2 separate regions of the Mus musculus genome follow, and region 2 is linked to region 1. A link is a contact called in public Hi-C data. All regions are on one chromosome and are shown on one strand. Each heading gives the region's core, a stretch centred on a gene start, on an enhancer-like site or on the middle of the called end of the contact. The rest is flanking DNA. Distances are from core to core; before and after follow the strand shown.

What was found. Hi-C and Micro-C count contacts between places; a contact is called where the count stands out from the background.
Region 2: a Hi-C map of colorectal tumor organoids shows a contact between it and region 1, with 2.2 times the contacts expected there. The contact joins two enhancer-like sites. A contact is called at or near these places in 5 of 484 Hi-C or Micro-C datasets (cerebral cortex, colorectal tumor organoids, cortical neurons and 2 more) and 1 of 115 datasets of contacts at active chromatin or transcription factors (embryonic stem cells).

The regions. Positions count from the first base shown.
Region 1 is chr11:52,918,234-52,922,225 of GRCm38.p6, forward strand. The region is part of intron 3 of Fstl4 (follistatin-like 4); the gene reads left to right. Among named protein-coding and RNA genes, the nearest start is that of Fstl4, 160 kb to the left of the region's middle. Within about 2 kb of position 1,533, at least 41 of the 459 cell types and tissues checked have an H3K27ac peak or open chromatin away from gene starts, as enhancers often do. A contact at or near this core is called in colorectal tumor organoids, where this site is marked.
Region 2 is chr11:53,030,421-53,034,526 of GRCm38.p6, forward strand. The region is part of intron 4 of Fstl4 (follistatin-like 4); the gene reads left to right. Among named protein-coding and RNA genes, the nearest start is that of Gm11186, 88 kb to the right of the region's middle. Within about 2 kb of position 1,576, at least 6 of the 459 cell types and tissues checked have an H3K27ac peak or open chromatin away from gene starts, as enhancers often do. A contact at or near this core is called in colorectal tumor organoids, where this site is marked.

The sequences.
Region 1 (3,992 bases), core at 283-2,782:
TTCACCAGGCCTACCTTAGTGGTCACAATTAGTGGGACAGTTACACACCCCCACTCCACCCCAAGCTTACCTCTTTTCCTTCAAACCAGTCAGTCACCTTCCCTCAGCCACCATGAGAACCACCAAAGGCAAAAGCGCCACAAATCAGACCCTTAATAGCTTTGGGGCTTCCTGAAAAGTGAAGAGTATGGCTCTGTCTACAGCCTAGCTTCCTGTACTCAAGCTTTGGAGACCCCGCAGCTTCATCCTGGGTTTGGTTGGCACGTTGGTTGGTTGTTTTAGATGCTAGGGACAGAATCTAGGGATTGATCAATGCCCAGCAGGCACTTCCATAAAGGTACTACCCAGGCTTCCTCTCATTTTCTCTGTGTGCTTTACGCTCCTATACTGTTGTCCCAGTGAATAGGGTCTCTCTGTGTGTGTGTGTGTGTGTGTGTGTGTGTGTGTGTGTGTGTGTGTGTGTGTTTGCTTGCTCCTTGCTCTCTAGACCAAGTATGCTGGCTCAGTGTCATCTGTCCTGACCATGGTAGAAAAAGCTTGGCACCTGCAGCTTGGTGGTGCTTTCTCTTTGGTGTCAGCCTGAGGCATCTCTTGCAGTGGTGCTTGCTTTGCATCTACAGAGCTTACCATTGCCCTAGGAGCAACCTGAGTAGAAAGGCCTTGTTCATTCTACCCATCTGTGGCCATGTGGCAAAAGCCGTAGGCCACAAGATGAATTTTGTGGGATGGAGGGAGGGCTGGACAGACAGAAAAATGAATGGACAACCAAGTGTTATAGGTAAATGCTGTCCCAAGGAAACCATCCACTTCGGCTCAACTTAAAATTAGAAGCTGCTTGGGTGGAGAGGTGGGGATGTTGACTGTCAGGGCCTCTGTTGCCTATGTACCCTGTGGGAATGTGCAGGGAGCAGGAGGTGGCGAATAGCTGCTCAGGGTGGTAAGCACTATGTAGGCAGAGGCCTTGCTGCATCTCCATCTATTGAGAAGGAAGGAGTACCACAAATCAGCCATTCTCCTCTTCCCTACCAAGAAGTGCACCAGTCTTGTATACACCCACTATGGGGCTCTAGACGTGTGGTTGACTGTGCCTCACTCACAAGGTCTGGTCTCCAGGACAAACAAGCCTTTCATGGTGAGACTACTCTACACGCCCTTAGGAAGACCTTGAGAAGTAGAGACAACCGTTTTTTGTCAGATTTCCTGGCACCCCTGTTGGAAAACTGCCAGAGGGTGGAGCCTGGACTGGCAGAGCCAGGAGGTCTGTTTTGTTGCCAGGACCCAATAGTTTCTCTAACAGGGGACCCAGGCCACCTGTCTTAAAATCTCAGGGGGTGGGAGACATCTCTTGTTCCCATTTGCTGATCAGCGGCGGGAACAGGTGTTTGAAAGCATACCGTTTCCCCTCCCCCCGGGGGGGGGGGGGCTTCTTGCTCCTGGGAGGCTTATCTGGCTGTCTGAGAGGGTCCAGTGCCAGCCCAAGGACTGAGAAACAAAGACTCGACTTACAATTTGTTACATCCTCGTTACTTTCTCCCGCCTGAGGCTTGGCCTCTTGGAAATCATCCAGGGGCTCAGCTGCCTTCTGCTGTGATCTCAGCATCCTTAACCTCCAGTCTTTGATCTGCATTTCCTGCTTCTGATGAAACACAACCCGCTCCCCACGCCATCGAAAGTACAGTGCATCTTCAGCCAGCCGCACAATTACTCAGAAGTACCGAGTGACTCTTGGAATTTATTTTAGCCACCTGTGTCTGTGTGCTGCTTTGTCTGGCTCGAGATTAAGGCTTCTTTTTATACCTCAGACTGTGCAGTCCTTTCTTTTATGCCTGCACAACGACCCTGTCACCCAGACCAGGCGATGCTCAGGAATCCCAGCCTGTGAGGAGACCCCCAGAGGTGCAAGCTTGTGGGCGGTGGGTAGGGTGGGCTCCCTTGCCTCTTCCCTCCTAGAGCAAGCAGTAGCTCTGAGCCAGCCCCACTGGTGATGCAGAGTTGGGAACACTGGTAAAGTTTAATCTTTGGTTAAAAACAAACAAACGTTAAATTAAAAACAAACAAAAGTTAAGACAAAAACAAAAAATATCCCCAGCTATTTCTTTCAGACAACTTGAGCTTTGTAAACTGGAGATATATTAGTTCAGGGTATTTGGTGCTGGGTAGATTATACTCCCTTATTCTTTAACCAGGAAAATCAGCATGTGCTTAGCAAAGAATTTTTTTTTCATGAAGAAACAGCACCTTCACTGTCCCCCTCCCTGTACGCACAGTAGATTCCAGCTCCAACTGCAAGATGGGTTCTGAGCCAATGGGTGGCGAGAGGGTGCATGGCAGAATGACTTAAAGATTTAAGTGAAATCCTTCTATCACCTAGATCTGGATTGGGAAAAAAAAATATAACCACACCTCCTGACCTCTTCCTTCCTCTGGGTGGCATGACAATGTACACACACAACACTCTGGCATCCACTGCCACATGGTAAACAGTGGCCGCCATATTGGTCCCCCAGCTCTCCACAGCTCTGTAACACCCTTACCACTGATGTGACATGAGCACCTGGTCGGGTTGTCTGGAGGACTCTTAGAACACAGAACGGGTTGACTGTCTGGCACATAAGTGCTCAGGGTTGCCCTGGTACTCCAGGTGAAGAAGTTGGACCTTGGCCTCCCAGGCCTCCACCTACCTTTCTTGGTCCTTCCCATCCTCTAACCTGCTCACCTAGCTTTCTTCTGTTTCCCTGAGACCTGGCCGTAGAATGGTGTCAGCCGTGTTCAGGCCATCTCTCTCTTCTTCAGTTAATTGTTCTCGGAAATTCACAGTCACAGCCAAAGGGGTATCTCTAATGCCTCAGACAATTCTTTCTTTTAAAAAAAATGTAATATGTTTGTTTCTGTGTGTGTGTGTGTGTGTGTGTGTGTGTGTGTGTGTGTGTGTACATGTGAGTGGGGCCAGGATGTGCCTGTGGAGCACAGATGTTGTTACTTTATTGTTACTTTTGTTGTGTTCACAAGGACTGGCATCAGTTAACCCACACAGACAGATAATCCACACAGGAGAGGATAGCTCACCCATGGGAAACCAGAGCTCAGCTGTTCTACTCCACTGATCTCCTGGAGTTACAGAAGTTTACTTTTCCATTTGATGGTGCTACTTTGTAACAACCTCAAAGCTGCCTTCTCCAGCTGACATGATAATACATAGGAATGACATTGTACTTGGTACATTGTAGAAATTTGTTCTCTCCTTACACCACGTGGGTTCCAGGAATGGAACTCGTTTCATCAGACTTGGAGACAAGTGTCCTTTACCTGCTCACCTTCTTAACAGACATTTCTAAGAGCGGTCATACCATCCATACTGGCTTTGTGCCCATTCCTTCTCCTCATTTGCCCTCTGGAAATGGCATCTTCCATTTGAGTGTCCGCCTATGCTAACATCAAGATCCTCAACACTGGCTCTTTGAACTTTGATTCTCATGGTGGCATGGAAAAGTCAGATTAGTGTTTATGTGAAAGTGTTGTACCAGGAGGCTGGGGAGGTTGGACAAGGGGATGCTCTGAGAGACAGACTGTTCCTAGATACTAGAAAGAAAAGCAGACTAGAGATGCTGAGGGCAAGTGAATGGCCAGTAGCTCAAGGTCATCCTCAGCAACTTAGTAAGTTCAAGGTTGGCCTATGCTACACAAAATCTTCTCTAAATCAACCAAGAGCAATAAAAAAGATGGGAAAGGGGGTTTTATTCATATAGTCAAGCCTGTCTTAAGGGAGAGAGAGATTGGACTCAATCACAGATCCAACAAGGACAAGTAGAGATTTGTAGTCAGTGTGCAGTTAAGTTGCTTCAAGGAGTTTGGTCAGTGATGGGGAGTAGTGAACTTTACTGGTGATCAAGAGTGAGGAAAAGAAACTGAAATTGGCTTGATGGAATTCTTTGCTTAAAACTCAAGACAGCAAGCCAGGGTCAAGATCCAGTAGAGACTAGGACTCAAAGAAG
Region 2 (4,106 bases), core at 326-2,825, 110 kb after region 1:
AGGCGCAGGAGAGCTAAGGAAAGAAAATTTGGACATGCTGCAGCTGTTTAAATGGTCCTCCATACTGTAGAGTGGGACGGAACAATGTCGCACACTGTGGTGATGAAATGGCCTTCCTAGGATACCCTAAAACCCAGGGTCTGACAGGAATAAAATGAAACATAAACTTTCCCAAGGCTACTTTTCAAAAATCTCTTGAAAACTGAGAAGCTGCCCTGTGGCTGTCCCCATGTGTGCTTCTGGGTTGCAGGTAGACCCTCTGGCCCAAATCTTCCACACAGTTCCAGAAACAGCACCTGTGACCCCATACAGCACCAGACAGGGCTGTGGACTCGTCTTTATTCCGCTTTGTAGGGACATCCACCCAAACTTCAGCCAGGGGGAGTTTCTAAGCAGTCCTGGGCTCAATATTTGGATCCTGAAGATGGCTGCACTGTTGTAAATGATCATCCTGCCATATGTGTAAGAAACTTCTAAGCTGGGCAGTGGTGGCACACGCCTTTAATCCCAGCTCTCAGATAGAGGCAAGCAGATCTATGTGAGTTGGAAGCTAGCCTGGTCTACAGAGTGAGTTCCAGGACAGCCAAGGTTATATGGAGAAACCCTGTCTTGAATAAAACAAACAAGGGGGGGGGTAGAAACTAATGTATGAGTCATGTGCTAATACTTTGAATCACTGCAGTGAGTCTAGATTCTAGGTGCTGGGTTTCACCTGGCATTTGTCACCTTGCTATATGTAATAGGTCCTCTAGGAAGGTGACAGGAGTGACCTGGGAAGCAGGAAGAAGGACATCTGCTGGGTGACCAGAGAGGAGTTGGAACTAGTATCTCCTTTTGCAGTCAACTGCACCATAACTTTCACTCATCAACACTCTGAGGACCCACTGTGTCCTTGTGGCTGCTCCAAGCCATGCGGACACAGAGAGCAGACGCTATCTACCTGCAGTCCATTCTCTTCCCTCAGGGGGCGTGCATGTGAAGATGCTGAGGTAGAGGCATGGAGGACGAGACTAATGTGATAGGTACTAAACAGCTATAAGGAAGGCTGGGGAGAGGATGGTCAGAGTGCTTATAACCCAAGCGTGAAGACTGGATTGGGAACCCCGGCATCCATGTAAAAAGCCAAGTGTAACACCAACATGGGGAAACCGTGATAGGAGAATTTCTGGAGTTTGTTGGCCGGTCAGCGAGCTCCACTATTGCACTATTGAAAATTTAAGGGAAAGAGCAATCAATGAAAGCCTGGCCTTGACCTCTGGCCTCTCTGTGCACAAGCACACAGTACCCAGAGAAAGGAAGATAGGCGAGTGGAGTATTGCTTCCATAAGGAGGGAGGTATGGAATAGGAGACAACAGTGGAGCCTGGGCTATGTGCTGAAGGGAAAGCAGCCAGGCCAAAGACCTGGAGAAAGAGATTCTAAGCAAAGCTTAGCACATGCAAAGGCCCCAGGACTGGGAGGAGCCTGCAAGTCCAAGGCAGCAGATGCAGGCCAATGTGGCTAGAGCACCGGAAGTGATAGGAAAGTTAATGGCAGATGAGGCGTCAGCAAGGAACCTGAGGGCGTGGGACCTGGCAGGCCACAGTGAGTCACCTGGGTTGCCTGTTTACATTGGCAGTGGCAGTGTCTGCATGGCAAGGAAGGGGACCTGAGGATTGAATCCACTGCTTTGGTGGGTCCCATGGAACCCTGGGGGTCAGGAGCCTTGCATTTTGCAGGATGCCAAGGCAGATGGTGACCGTCAGCACCCCCACACCCCACCCACCATGGCAACCTTTTCAGCCTTCAGCGCTCTGACTAACTGGCCATTCTTCCTCTTCAGCACACTCTGAAGATGCTCTGTTCAGGAGGAAGTTGAAATGGCCAGCCCCTCTAATAACAGAATATTGAAAAGGTCACAGCAGTGCAGCCAAGTTCTCCCACCTACAAATCACAGAGAGCGGCAGCTCAGATAACTCACTCTCCTGACAAATCAAGAAGCAAGGACTGAAGACCACACCACTGATTAGGGCTCATCCAAATCCAAGGCCTGGGGAGAAATCGATAGAGAGAACATGGCTGTCCTGTGGTGCACAGGGTCGGAGCAGCAGGGATGCTGATTAGCTAGCTGATCAGTAGGTGGGAGACATGCTGCCCCCTGGTGGCTGCTCCCAGGACAGCGGGAGGGCCTGCCTTGTTTACCATCTCAGTTAGGAATGCTTCCAGAGGCAGTTACACTCTGCCCCAAAGTATGGAAAAGAGCCTTTCCCCAAATCATTACTAAGTAAAATGTTTGCCACTGAAAATCCAAAAATTTTATTCCTTTCTTTCCATATAATGTGTGTCCTTTCCTATTAAGAATTATTTTTCTGGAAATTAGCTTTTGCTCAGACCTGATGGATCAGACACCTAGGGGATCAGACCTATAATCCCAAGTACTTATGAAGCTGAGGCAGGAGGATGGAGAATCAAGGCCTGGCTAGAGAGATGACTCAGTAGGCAAGAACACCTTCTGTGCAGGCCTGGTAACCTAACTACAGGTGCGGTTGGATGCTTGCCTGCCACACTCCCTGCAGTGGAGGATGGAAAGAGAAGGAACTCTGGGGCTGGAGTTTGCTGGTCAACAGCCTAGCTCAAAGTTCAGTGGGAAACTTGCATCAAAGGAATGAATGGAGAGTCATGGAGCAACATGCCTGATTTCTTTCTCCGGCCTCTCTACAAACAAACAGGCATGCACATATTCACAAACACATGTGTGCATACATACACTCTCACACACATGCACACCTGGATATATACTCACACATGTGTGCATGGTCACATACACACACACACACACACACAGAGAGTCAGTCTTTGAGGAAAAAAAAAGCAAGCAAGAATGTGTAAAACTCCATCCTCATAAAGCAAAGACAGGTTTACAGCTTAATTTACCATGTAGCTCCACAAACAACGTGAAAGGAAAATGATTTAATTAAAGACTGGACAATTAACCTGCGTGCTAAGAGAGAGGACACCACACCGCCAGAGTTCCTGCATGCAAGTCCTTGTCTGTGGGCATTGGCTTCAGGGAATATTAATGGGTCCACAAAGCTGGATTTGAAGTGGAAAACTCACCTTAAGAAGAAATCTGAGAAGATTAGGAGAGGGATGAATGTCAGAAACGACTCTGATTAAGCCATGATAAAGCACGCCAGGAGCTGGGAGGGAGAGGCGGTACATGGGAGCTCTTTTTAAAACCATAGGCCCCAAGATTGCAGTGGGCTTTGGAGATAAGGGGACTGACATTTTGAGAAGGGTTGATTAAAAGCTTTTCGGCACAAATGCTCATTTTCACTGGGGGTTGAACACAAAAATCCATGGAGTAAATTGAAATTCTGAATGCTAAGAGAAGACTCAAAGATTTACTGCCACAAATTCAATTAAGTGGCAAAAAAAAAAAAAAAAAATGGAGCATCTTCTTCAGGGTTCATTTAGACACTAGCCTCATAACTGCCCAATTTCCCACGTCTGCTAATGGGATAAGCCCCACAGGGACCTCAAGTCTGGACAGGAGGACCTTAACTAAGGGCCAGTGTGCAGCCAGGCCCTTGGCACGGCACAGCTGATGTCTCCTTGACTAGAGGATTCGATGTCAAGTAGAAACACGCTCGGTGATCCCCACCCCCACCCCGAGGTTCCAGGCCTTGAGTCAACAGGCTTTACTCACAACCCACCTCATGCCTCCAGAAACACTTGACCTCAGGGATGATCAGTAGTCTCTAGTCTCAGCACTAGAGAGACAGGAAGGTCAGGAATTCAAGGCCAGCCTAAGCTACATGAAACCCTGTCTCAGCAAGGAATAAGCAGAATGAGCAGAAGGGGTAAAATTAAGTCACCTGGAATATAAACATAAGAATCTGGGGCCCTGACTGGGCACTATGAGCCACCATGTCAGGAAAAGATCCTCAGAAATAGCCAAGTCGGAGAGGGTGTGGTGGGGGGAGGGGCGGGTATGGGAAACTGAGGAACAGATTGACGGCAGCTGCAGTGGATGTTCCCTGATGCCTGTGAGGGCAGGGACAACCAGGGCAGGACCCCTGCTCCCTGTGACACACCACCTAGGCAAGCAAAGGCACCAGTCCCAGC